2 separate regions of the Gossypium hirsutum genome follow, and region 1 is linked to region 2. Evidence: chromatin contacts called from public Hi-C data. All regions are on one chromosome and are shown on one strand. Each heading gives the region's core, a stretch centred on a gene start, on an enhancer-like site or on the middle of the called end of the contact. The rest is flanking DNA. Distances are from core to core; before and after follow the strand shown.

The links. Hi-C and Micro-C count contacts between places; a contact is called where the count stands out from the background.
Region 1: a Hi-C map of leaf shows a contact between it and region 2, with 2.7 times the contacts expected there. The contact joins the promoter of LOC107949270 here to the enhancer-like site in region 2. A contact is called at or near these places in 10 of 34 Hi-C or Micro-C datasets (anther, callus, hypocotyl and 3 more).

The regions. Positions count from the first base shown.
Region 1 is chrA04:68,511,596-68,518,629 of Gossypium_hirsutum_v2.1, forward strand. It overlaps LOC107949270 (NAC domain-containing protein 1), which reads left to right and starts at 3,881. Exons shown (of 3, transcript XM_016883997.2): 1 at 3,881-4,302; 2 at 4,419-4,699; 3 at 4,799-5,711. The coding sequence starts at 4,098. The coding sequence ends at 5,353.
Region 2 is chrA04:68,464,691-68,471,366 of Gossypium_hirsutum_v2.1, forward strand. It overlaps the pseudogene LOC107948313. Among protein-coding and RNA genes, the nearest start is that of LOC121228803, 37 kb to the right of the region's middle. Within about 2 kb of position 5,216, at least 2 of the 9 cell types and tissues checked have an H3K27ac peak or open chromatin away from gene starts, as enhancers often do. A contact at or near this core is called in leaf, where this site is marked.

The DNA of each region.
Region 1 (7,034 bases), core at 2,631-5,130, 46 kb after region 2:
GTTTGGACTAACTAAGCTGTCAAGGATAAGAAAACCAAGTGAGTATATGCAGTCTGCCTTCTAGTTGCTAATGTTGTAGTGTGAAAATTGTCAAGCTAATTTCTTATTGTATTAGTAAATGATTGTTAAATAGATATCTGACGTAATGAATTGCATAATGATGTGTTGTATTGTATGCATGTTATGAAAGGAAAACTACCAAGGGGTTAGACGGAGTTAGGAATGGGAAAAAGGGAAATTCTATTAGCTACCGTCATAAGGTGTTGCTGTGTGAACCTGTGATGTGTGAAGCTCTGAGCCTTGCAGATGGGACACTACGGTGTTCGAGTATCAAGGCCTAAGAATGGTGAATTGGAGGAATGAAAGGATTGCGACTGGATAAGTGAGAAAAAAATCATGGCGGGGCAATGAGTCCGATCGGAGGCTATACACCTAAAATGAGTAAGACCATAGCTGAAAGATGTTATAATATCATAATAAAAATGAGTAAGATCATAGTTGGAAGATGATATGGCTTCATATGAAAGCATATTTAAATAGTAAATAGGAATAAGACCTTAGTTGAAAGATGTTATGGCATCCGTTGTTGGTCCGCTGGGACGGTAAATATGGGGTTACATTGTGTAAGACCGTAGTTGAAAGATGTTATGGCATCATGATAGAAATTAGTAAGACCATAGCTGGAAAACGCTATGACATCATAGATAGTCCACCAAAATAATAAACACGGGATAGTCTGCCGGGACAGTAAACATAGGATAGCCCGCTGGGACAATAAACATAAGGTAGTTCACCAGGTTGGTAAACACAAGAAATCTACTAGAAAGCTAGACATGGAGACCATACTCAAAAAATCTATAGTTTATGAAGGACTTCAAGGGTGAAAATAGAGTTCCCGGTGTTAATGGAATGACAAGTTACAAGAAGAAATTAATTGGTGTGCCTAAGGAACATAGGCCATCAGATTAATGAGGGGTGCCAAGGTTATGTCTCAATCTTAGATAGAGTGAAAAGGGAAAGGAAACTCCTCTGGTAATGAGGTAAACATGGTATACACAAATACTAGTCTACCAAGAAAGTTGTGGATTCCACACGATTTAAACAACAACGAATTGATCCACAGTGGGACACAGTTATATTTTGTAAGTTGATAAAAAATCAGTCAAAGAATTTAATAGGCTGATCAATGTTTTCAAGAGAGGGAACATATGGCCAACCAAGTCCGCCAATGGATAGTAGAAAGTGAAGGTCCGACATAACTATGGAGAATGGCAGAGATCTTGTTGAGCTTCCAAAGGTAGGAACTGCATGTCCTAAAAAGTTTCCCTTAGAAATAGATCAACGGAGCAAGGGTTTTGGTGCTGTTAGTGAGCCCTAGTACTTCAAGGCAGTGAAGACATTGAAATTTGAAAAAGACGCAAATGTAAAAATCACTGGGGCAGTCGCCAAGCATTGCCCACTAGAAATATTGAATGCAATTATCAAGGAGTTAAAATATGATCTAATGCCTCAATATTTTTTCTTAATTTCTATATGCGGATCTCATTAAGTTCGCTAGAACTTATAAGTTTTCTACTCAAATACAGGTCAGTTAAAGATTCAAAAATTGAGAGGGACCAAGTCAGACTTCATTGGGAGCTAGGCAAAAAGCAATAACTATGCATGTGTATAAAGGGTACCCATAGAGGTCTTGCCTCAGGGTTTGAGTTGTCTATATATATATGTTATCAAATCTTTATCCAAAATTTGTAAACATCCGTCAGATTCAAAGTCTTAAGAGATTTATTTCCAGTTGATACGAGTTGTAATTTCAATTAGAAGTTCAAATTCAAGTTGTTTAAGTATGTAATTAAATTGAAACAGAAAATTTGTCAAGTCATTCTAGTTAGTGTAGCATCCGATATCCGGACTTAATGATTGGATCAGGTAGCGAATGTTACATTTGGTTTGGACTGGATCAAACAAATCAAGTTCCCTGTTTTAAGAAGACTGAATTGGGTAACTTAATAACATATCCTAAAGATTTGAAGACTTATCATGCTCATGTTGAAGATATTATCTTTACTGATTATCTTGCTATTTTGATGGGAAGATTGATTGTAATTAATCATTATCTTAACAAGCATTAAACTCTTATATATTAAAAGGCTTGCGTATGTAAAAAGTGTGGAGAATTTTAACACTTATTTTGTAATTTAGAACTTATTTTTTAGAATGCATTTTGTAAGTAATAAAGTGAGTCACTTGGTTTTTATCCTAAATTTTTAGGGGAAAACTTAAAGGAGAGTAATCTAGATCTTAGGTACCAAATTGAGGTTGTTAATCTAGTGGTTGTCAATGATTGTAACCACTTGTTGTATGAGGTGTTAAATAATGCAATATCTCTCTATGCAAGGCCTTATAGATATAGGGAAACTGAATTGTGGAAACATATCAAGAGTATATTGTTTTTCTACTTTATTCTTCACCAATGCCTGAAGTAATGGACACTGCTTGTAGCACTACTTCTGACACTACTCAATTTCTACTTGCAATTATTGATTTTAGACCTAAAAAATTTAATTAAATTTTGATACATAATTCTGAAATCTTTTCATGTTTGGACTCAAATTTGGTTGGATTCACTCATTTTCACTGTTTGCATTATAAAATATTTTAAAAATATGTTAACATTAGTATTTTACTCTAAAATATTAATGTTAATAAAAAAATTCTTTAAAATATATTTTTACTCACAATTTAAATTATTTAAATTCAAATTAAATCAAACTAAATTAAAATTAAAAAATAAAATTATTTCAATGAAGCATTCGAGATAGAAACAAGTATAGACGGAAGTGGCGGGTAGAGCCAAAGTATATAAATGGATCAAGCGTAGGACAAATTATGTATGAAATTAGAAAGATGAAGATTAAGCTCAATCAAAATAAGATATTGCATAATTGCCCATTTGCATACAAAGTAGATTTAGCCATAAATTGTTTATGGTCGACAGTCATTCTTTGGTCATGCTGGCAATGTCATAACCGACGCTTGTTCAACAATTTTCACTTTAAATAAACATCTTATCATCAAAATATTTTTATTTAATATGTATATCAAGACAACTTATTTAAGGTCCAATCACTTTTTTTTTTAAGTTTAAGGTCCAATCACTCTTGTTCCTCGTATGGAGCAATAATAATTGCAAAAATCTATTTGCCAGTCCATTTTACAAATGCTCTTTTGTCCATATATAACACTCAAATTTTGGAATTAGTATTCCTTCCGGTCACCTCGATTTTTGGAATTATTATTATTATTTCTCTGTAGCCTCTTGATCGGCAAATGGTTATGGGGTTAAGCGAAAAAATCTTGGGGCAAAATCAAATTATAAATTTGATAATCATAATTTTATTATTCTTAGACAATCAAAGTATAAACTTAACTTAAATTTGTAAGATTTTAAAGGTGGCCCCTAAATTGGTTAAGCTAATCAAGACAAGTGTCACAAAAACATGATCGAAATGAGGTAATTATCCTTTGTAAGTTCATTATTCTCATGTCTCGTAAAATAAGCCAATACATTGGCACTTAGCATTAGCAGACAATATCAAAGGGGGGCTCCAATACACTGGGGGCCTTAGGTTCCAACCCTAATATATATACATGACTGACTGCTGAAATCAGTTGTAGATTTGGCCTAGTTATGTTATGATGACGTGAAGTACTTGGAACCGGTTTGGCATACACATTGTGACAAAACATGTCTATCCAAGAATTTCTGTTCCAAACAGGGTTCAAATATATGGACAAATCCGTAGCTTTCCAATCTCTTTCCATGAAATTTTACAAATAGGTTTTTTTAGCCATTTTTTTTTATTAATAGCCTTAAGCAACGTCCACATCTGCATGGAGATATATGTAGAGGAACCACCCTATATAATCTTTGCACGGTACTCTTCCTATATTTACAACTATTTCCATTCGATAGTATCGGTGGAGAGACCATTAATCCCTAGGGTTCTTTTTCTTTTCTTTTTTCTTTTTTTTTTCTTTTTAATTTTTCATCCATTATTTGATCATCACCTCCAACTCCAAGAATAATAGTAATAATAATGTTGGGTGGCTCTTCAATGGAGGAAATACCAGCTGCTGGTAATAACTCATCAGAGATCCAGCTTCCTCCTGGTTTTAGATTCCACCCTTCTGATGAAGAGCTCATAGTTCATTACTTGAAAAACAAAGTGACTTCCAACCCTCTTCCAGCTTCTATTATAGCTGAGATTGATTTATACAAATATAATCCATGGGAGCTTCCAAGTATGTATATGCATATGTATACTAATTAGAAAGGGTTCTTGTAAACTGTACTGATTAGCTCTATCTGGTTTGTTTATTTGTGATCTATCTATCTATCTATCTATCTATAGTTAAAGCTTTGTTTGGAGAAGATGAATGGTTTTTTTTCTCTCCAAGAGACCGGAAGTATCCGAACGGGGCGAGGCCTAATAGAGCGGCAGCTTCGGGGTATTGGAAGGCGACGGGGACGGATAGACCGATCCTAACGTTGTGTGGAACCAAGAGTATTGGAGTGAAGAAAGCTCTGGTATTCTACAAAGGACGTCCACCTAAAGGGACTAAGACAGAGTGGATCATGCACGAGTATAGGCTGCTTGAAACCATGATTTGGACTCCCAAACGAAACGGATCTATGAGGGTAACAACTAAGACCATGTGGACCGTATAGCTAATTTATGTGATGAATTATGAATGATGATAATCGATTTTCTTTTCTTTTTTTTTTTTATGTTAACAGTTAGATGATTGGGTGCTTTGTCGAGTGAGGCAAAAAGCCAGCATACAAAGGAACAGTTGGGAAGATAGAAATATTAGCAGTCATGAACCAGCTGATAGCTTCTATGTCCCCAATTCCATTGAGCCATGGCCTTCCAACACAAACCACAACGTTGATATCGGCAAAACCTACCTATTCAATGACTGCCCTATGTTGCCTTACATTTTTGCATCTCAAGACCTTCCTTGCTTTGACACAACCTCCAGCATTAGCTTCCAAAGCAGTTACAAATCTTGCACTTCCCTCCAGGAAGCCAATTCTGGCAACAACAACATGCAGATTTCATTTTCGTTCCTACAAAACCTGTTTAACCCTTTGAAAAGAGAGTCCATGGAGGAAGGTAGTTTTGTCCCAACCAGCTGTAAGAAGCTCAAGAATACTGAGAAAGATTGCAGTGAAATGAACTTTTATAGATCAAACCATTTGGAAAACAGTGATTCTAGTCCACATCAATGGAATCCAATGATGCAGTATGATCAAAAACTTAATCTCCCGGGTTTTACTGAAACTGACTAAAGAAAGCATGGGATTATACATATGGGGTAAAAAAAGGTGTACATAAAATTATCAATGGTTTCTATAGTTTGTTGAGGTGAAGGTGTGCAGTTAGATATACAGTAGTTTCTACTTACGGCCCGGGTGGAGATGATACATTTGTACGTAAATTACTAGGGTGATTTCGAGATCTTCATTTATGTTTATTTATTAAAAATTTCAGATTGTAATTTGTATCAATGTACATACATAGTATGACAAGTACATATGGTAAAACAATAAATGCCATACTGGCTACACCAGAGCTCAGACTAAAGCTCATGTAATTTCTATCATTGTACACACATAGTATTACAACTACATGGTTTTATTGTATCAATGTACTTCTGTTGTTTTTTTTTTTTTTTACAAAATTTAAACATTGTTACCTAAACTAAAAAAAAAAATTCCCTTTGTTTCTAGAGAAGTTATTTTCTTAAAATATTTTAAAAACTTTTTTTTTCAAAAAAATTATACTCTCTATTTCAATAAAAACATCAACTTTTTTAAATATTTTAATTAATTAAATATTACAAAAGAAACATATTTAAAAACTTTATCAAAAGTTAAATATTTTATTCATAACAAATTTTAAAGGATAAGAGATTAAAGACGGAAACCTTTTAACCATCGATTGGGAGTACCTTTTGCCCTTTAACTTCTTATTTATTGCTTTAGATCAGCTTGTATTTATCCTTTTTACTTTGTTTCCTGTTTCTATTGAAAAATGTCTTCCCTTTATTGAATGATAAGGTTATTTCATGAAATTTGAATTAAATTATCGTTGACAAAGGGTTAATGTACATTTTAGCCCTTCAGTTTGGTAATTATTCCTATTTGATAATTTTTTTTAATTTAATTGCTACTTAAATTTGAAAATTGTTAGCTACAATCGTACTTTTCTTTAAGTATGTGACTAACACCATTTATTTTTATCAATCCAACCAATCATTGTGCGCCACATGTATTAAAAAAATAAGAAAGAACAATAATTTTAAATTTTATTTTAATATTATTAATTAAAATACTTTAAAATTTTAAAAAATTTTAAGTTTAACTTATTTTTTAATATCCCCGAACCACCCCCAACCCCAACCCCTCCCCCTCTACCTCTCACTTTATCCTTCTTCTTCTTCCCAATCCCTCACCTTTCTCAATTTTTTTTTCCATTTCGTCCCTAAACTTCATGAGTTCATAGACTCATATCTTTGCTTTAAAAAAAATAGAAAAGTCATTTTGTAATTTTTCTGAAAGTGAGAAAGATTAAGAAAATAAATGATCTATTTTTAGCCTTTTGGATTAGAGCTCTCTGGTTTATCCCCAAAAAATGGCTTCCTTTTGCTTACTAGGATTGATTTTAATTTTCGTTTTCCCTTCTTTTGTTTTTCTCTCAGTTCCATAGTTGAAGAAGGTCGTCAAAGGGTCTTATTTTCTATTATCCTTTTGTTTCCTTGTTTGAATTAGTTTTGGAAAACGATGATGATAGAGGCATGTAACGATGCTAGGTCGAGGCTTGAGTGGCAACGACTTGAACAGGTTTTAGCGATGGTGTTGGAGAAGAAACAATAGATGAAGAAGCAAAGAGAGAAGAGACGGTGATGGGATGAGAAATTAATTATTTAATTAATAAAAAGTGAAAATAAATTAAATATGTAATATAATT
Region 2 (6,676 bases), core at 3,966-6,465:
CTTTTCCCTCAAAACTTTTACTCCTTCCCACTTTCCCCCCAAAACTTTTACTCCCCTTCCATCCTAACCCCCAATCTACCAAAAATCTATTTCCCACCAAAATTTTACTCTCCCATTTACTTTTTCTCACAATTTTACTCTCAAAAACCCTCAAAACTTTTATTTTCCCTCAAAATTTTTACTCCCTCCCACTTTCCCCCTAAAATTTTTACTTCATTCCCATCCCACCTCCCATCTACCCCAAACCCCCCCTCCCAATTTTTTTTAATATTTTCCCTCCAAAATTTTACTCCCCCTATATACTTTCCCTCCAACTTTTATTCCCCAAAACTTTTTATTTCCTCCTAAATTTTTACTTCTCACCCTTTACTCTCAAATGAAAAATCAAAATTATCCAAAAAAAACACTAAACATAAATAGTAATAATTTTATTTATATCTATTATTTATATCATTAAATTAAATTTCACATTTTATATTATTTATATTATTGAATTGTTTAGTCATATTGAATATTTATATTAAAATTGAATAATTAATTATGCCATTAAATATTCATGTTAAAATTTTATACTGGTATCAATTTCACATTTTATTTTTAAATAACTTTTATTAAAAAATCACATTTTTACATTTAATATATTTCTTAATTCCAAAATACATAATGACAAGAATCTGAAGATAATTGAAATAACTAAGCAAGCAAAGAAGCTAACCCGTATATAAAAGATTAATAAATAAATTATGACGTGATGAAAGTTAATAAAAATTTTGATTAAGGTGAACAAATTTTATTACAATGGGTGACGGTGATTACAAGGACTCAAAATTATTTTTTAAAATTTAACTCGAATAAATATATTCGATTCGACTCGAATTCCATCTCACTCGACTCGATTCAAGAAAATTTCAAATCAAATTAGGATGATAAAATATGATTCGTCAACTCAATTAACTCGAAATTTTTTCATTCGATTCGATTTGATTCGATCGAACGCTCACCCCTAAACAAAACATTATGTATATAAATGATTTATGTATTAACTTTCCTTTTAATACCTTTAAATGATTTATAAACTTAATAGCTTAACTTAAAATGATTTTTAAATGATCTTATGGATGATTTTGATATTAATTTAATTATTTAATTCATTTTATAAGTGTATAAACGAATCTAAAACATGTATTATGATTGTTATGAAAAAAATTAAGAAATAAAATATTATATTTTTTTTGAAAAAACCCGAACTTTTTAAAAGTCACCGGACTAAACCGAACCAAATTACAATTTTCAATTTTTGATATTTCAATGTTTATTTTATATAGTTTCGATTTCAAAAATTAAAAAATAAATAAAGCTATATTCGATTCAATTCTTTTTTAAATAAAAAAATCAAACCGGACAGAATATATTCTAATAAAAAGTGATGGAATTGTTGATGGTACTTTTTGGATTCAATTCTAAATGTAACATACAGTTTAAAACTTGGAAGTCATAGGGTGATCCAAGTCTCAAAAGGCTGGCCGTGAAAGTACAAATAAAAAGAAAAAGGGTAAACATCATTATTCAACTAACTTCACTTTTCTTATATACAAATTCATATATATATATATATTCAATTCATATCAAATATATTTTTATAAGTAGTATATATACAATATTTATCGTAATCTAAATAAATACGATATTTTTAATTTAAAATTTAACAAGTGATGTTGAATATAAAAATTTTATACATTATCATATTCTATCAACTAAATTTTAATTGGAATGATATTGTCATTGTTGTGAATAAAGAAAACGTAAGTGTATGACCATGTCTAACAGTAACAACAAAGCCTTATGGAGTTTCTCCAATATGTCTTATATTGGAAACCTAAAACATTCTGCGTTAGTTCCAATATATAATATATATTAATTCTTTATCTATTGTTCAACATGTTGAATTAATCTATAATTTTTTAATTTAATTATTGTTGAATGAAAAATTGATATTTTAATCCATTGGACTTCTACGCTCTAGTTGGACGAAACAGTCAACTAAAAATACTTCAGTTTTCTGGCTGTTCAATGTGGAAACAGAGAGTGAAAGTTCATTTATAGAATTAAAAATATAAGCAAAGGGGAAAATAAAACAATAATACTGAAGAAACGATAAGCGAGCTAAGACACCACGCAAAACAACAAGAGCAACAACATACATGCATGCATATGACTTGGTGTATTTTTGGCTCACTGTTTAGTCTTTTCAAACATGGAATTGGGACCCCTCTTCACAAGATGAACTTCTGTTCCTTTTTCTGGGGTTTGCTTTTGCTTTGCCTTAATTCACTCACACCCCAACTCGGTCCCCAATTATCAGCTTTTTCGTAACTATAAAGGACCACGATCCTATATTTTTGCCGCCTTTTATGTACTGAGCTGTATGCATGTAAGTTGTAACGGTATTTGGAATTTGGAAAGGTAGCTAAGCTTAGTGGTTGCTGCTGCTGAATTGATTCAGACCCATGGTTGAACCAATTGATACAAATTTAGCTAGTTCCTGGGGTAAAAATGGACGAGCAGACTGATCATTGCCCATGCCAAGGAAATCCCTAGTTAAGCTCTGGTCAATTGAGTTTGAACCAGGGTGCATCTTTAATTGATTTGGGGCATTTTGTTTCACTCCTGTTTGTAAGATGAGCCTATCAAAGTTGTTGCTTGTTCCGAGACCTGCATAAGCACTCATTGATACACTACTTGACGCCATTAAATAACTCTCTTGTTGCTTCACATTTGGGTATATTTGCTGCAGCTGATCGTTTCTATTTTGAGTCGATCTCAAACTAGCTGACCTTTGAGAAGAAGTTGAGCTCCTTACACAAAAACTGTTCCCAAAGAAGGACGTCGGTTTGCTTCTTGTTGAACCCATCTGGGCTGCTTTTTGCAAGAGCGCAGTTGCAGACATTGGTGCAGCAGGCTTGGATTGCTCGTTTTGAGTATCCGAGTAGAGAGGCGACAAGCTTTCCATCAACTTGCCTTTGCTTCCACCTTCTTCGTTTAGACCTTGTGGCAATGGCAATAGAGGAGGATTGGAATCTGTACCAAAATTGTTCAGTGAAGATGAACCAAATAGATTGCCTGAAGCCATTTGGACCATCTCAGGCAGACCTAGCAGTAAGATGAACATGGCCTCGTTTACTAATCATAATATCAAAAGAAAACTGGGATTTAGACGCGAAGGGATTATGCAAGTACCTGATACAGTCATCCCACTGACATCTTGTGTAAAACCGGAACCAAACTGAGGAATTCCACCAAATCCAATAGGCAGATTCACAACATCGTTTCTGAAATTTAGATTTGTGGCTGCACCAGCAACGGAACTGAATCTTGCACTCTCTTCAGCTAAGGCGTCACAGAAAGCTCTATGTGTGATAAAGCTGTCTTTTCTGTTTGCATTAAAACAACCCCAAATTCATTACACTAACCATTTATGACCTAATCATTAGGAAGTCCTCACATATATATATACATGATTATGAGCATTTATGTACCTGGAAAACAGTGTCCCACAGTCACACTTGTACTCCCTAGTACCACAAGTTTTGGAGTGAGCTTTCCAGTCGGATTGAACGGCGTATTTCTTCGAACATTTCTCACACTTCCACTTCTTTTCTCCATGTTTTCTGCTGAAATGCTTCTTTATCCCAGTGAGGTCACCGAGTGCTCTCGATGGATCATGGTGGACGCAGGTTTTCTCGGGGCAAATGTATACCTTCTTCTTAACTGGTTCTTTGTTGTTTCTTTGCTTCAGCTTCCATGGAAGATTGTGACCCCTTCGATGAAGCTGCAAGTTTTGGTCTCGTTGGAAGCCTTTGTTGCATATTTCACATATGAATCTGTTGGTAGCCATGAGAGTTTTGGGAGATAGAGCAATAACTTCAGCATCTGGATCTGTTACGTGACAAATAAAAGAACATTAATTAATTAATTAATTAATTACTGGAATAAATCGGTTCATCAATAAAAACAAAGAAAAGGGTATCATCAAAAGAGAGAGAGAAAAAAAAAGAATTGATCAAGCAAACTTACCTGGATTTCCTGGAAGATTTCTCTTCTTCTTAACGGGATTGGATTTAGGGTTAGGGTTTGTATTATTTTGTTCGGGTTTGTATTATTTTGTTCTTGATGAACAAACCCTCCTATTGAAACAGGTAAAGAAAACCCATCACCAGACATCTTTTTCCCCCAAAACTGATAGTTATGAGAATTAGTTATAAGAAAACAACTAGCTTTCAAAACGGCTAAAAAAACGAGTTCAAAACATAAGAGAACAAGGAATCTCCAAACACAAACAGATTACTCTTCTTACAGAGATCTGGTTTTTTTTTTAATTTGATTTCAAAAGAAAAACAACAAAATCTATGATTACTGAAGAGAATATCTCTGTGTTTCTCTCTTTTATCTTTTTTTTTCTTACACTATTCAACTACGTCCTCCATTTCTATATTTACCCATATCTTTAAAGTCGGTCTCGTCAGCCATTGATGTAGATAGGCAACACCGTCACCCCTTCCCCCCCAACTTTCTTTTTCATACACAAATACACGGTTGTTGAAATTTGCTTTTGTGTGTGCAAGAAAGCGACCAAACTGCTGCTATTGAGAGACCAGCTGCTGCTGAGGTGAAAACATATTGATTTTTGTGTGTGTTTTTGTAGTTGTTGTAGCTACCTTTTGAGCTCAAATTACGTAGGCTAGTTTAAAAATATGTAAATATATTAATAGTATTTGTAGTAGTAGCCAAGTAAAAGGCTAAAAGCTACTAGAATAGAGTAATAATAGGTATAAAAGAAAGAGAAATGGATGGTATTTATTTAGTTTAGTGATAGAAAAGGAAGAACAAAGGTGAAATGAAAGGGATTTGGTTTGGGGTGTGTTTGTGTAGTGATGAGAGTGTATGAAAAAGGGCGGGGTGAAGATTGGGTTAAAAGGGAAATGCCTTTACAGCCAGTTTTGAGCAGTTTATTTACGCATGAAATGATTAAACCATAATTAAAAGTAAGAGCAGATTGGATTTAGGGGTAAGAAGGAAGAGATAGATAAAGAAAGGGGCCGAGGGGAGGGATTACTGAGAAGTGAAAGGACGGTCCGTGATACTTGTCTGGGAAGAGGGACCCAGATTTGAATTGTGATTCAGATGCTGCACCCTCCTCCAGCATCAGCATCCCTCATCAAGTCTTCCACTGCATCTTCCTACTCACACCTACATTCTCATCCTTTGTTTTTCTTCCCCACATCCCATAGTATTCGGCTTACTAACTTCCAAGACGGGTGATTTGATTTTTAAATGAGAAAGTAAATCGTCTCAATGTTTTTTCTTTTTTATCAAATTCAATCCAAAACATCAAATGTTTATCATCGTACTCTTTCTTATACAACAAAAGTCTATTATGTATATATGTTGCCACTCATATCAATGTAGTCACCTTTTATTTTTATTATTATTATTATTATTATTATTATTAGGCATTTGTAGTTTTTTTTACTTTGGTACTTGAACTTGGCAATCGGGTTTATTTTAATATTTAAATTTAAATTTCATCAATATTTGATAATGTGATTAATGCTTTTGGGATATGACTGGATTGGTCAATTGGGCTGGATTGGATAAAAAACTGACTGATACCCTAGTCCAAACAAAAAAATTGAATTTATTGAATAAAAAACTGTTCGAAACTGATAAAAATAGAATATTGAGACAAAAAATGATAGTTGAATCAGATTAATATTTTTTAAAAATTTTTATGAATTTTTAATTATCTATTTAATTATTATTTGTCTAGCAGTTAATCGATCAAACCGATTGAATTAGGAACCAGTAATCTATTTGATTCAACGACTAGTCTGGTTATTAGAACACTTTTTATGATACTTTATTGTACTACGTCATTACCTGAAAATTTATATAATTTTTTTTCAATTTTCAAGTAATGGTCTGACACGTATCAAGGTGTCGCATCATTAAAATTTTATATTTTTCAATTTTAGGGACCAAAATAAATCTAATTACTAAGTTCAAGTACCAAAGTCGATAAAAAAAGTACAAGTACCAAAGTGGACCTAATTATAATAATAGAAAAATTATTTTATGGACCCTTCCCACCACGTCATCAATGGTCTCTTTTCAACTACTTAATGATATTTTAACAAATTTTTCCATGTCATTGACATATAATTTTGGAAATTTTTTTATCATAAATCTTGAACACCGAACCCTGGACCTTGGACCTTGGACCTTGGACTTGAACCTTGAACATTGAACCATGAATCCTAAATCCTATACCTAAGCCCCGAACCATGAAATCTAAATCCTAATACTAACCTTGAACCTTGAACCCTAAACCCAACCTTGGGTTTGGGGTTCAAGGTTCAAGTTCGAGGTTCGAGGTTCGAGGTTCGAGGTTTAAGGTTCAAAGTTTTGAGTTCGTGATTCAAGGTAAAAAAGTTACTAAAATTATGTGTCAATGACATGGAGAAAATTGCTAAAATGTCATTAAATAATTTGAAATAGACCATAGATGATTTGGTGGAAAGCTTCCAAAAAATAATTTCTCTATAATATTATTATTAAAAATATGTAATTTATTTATCTAAATAAATAAATATAAATGTGTGCATACTATTAGAAATTT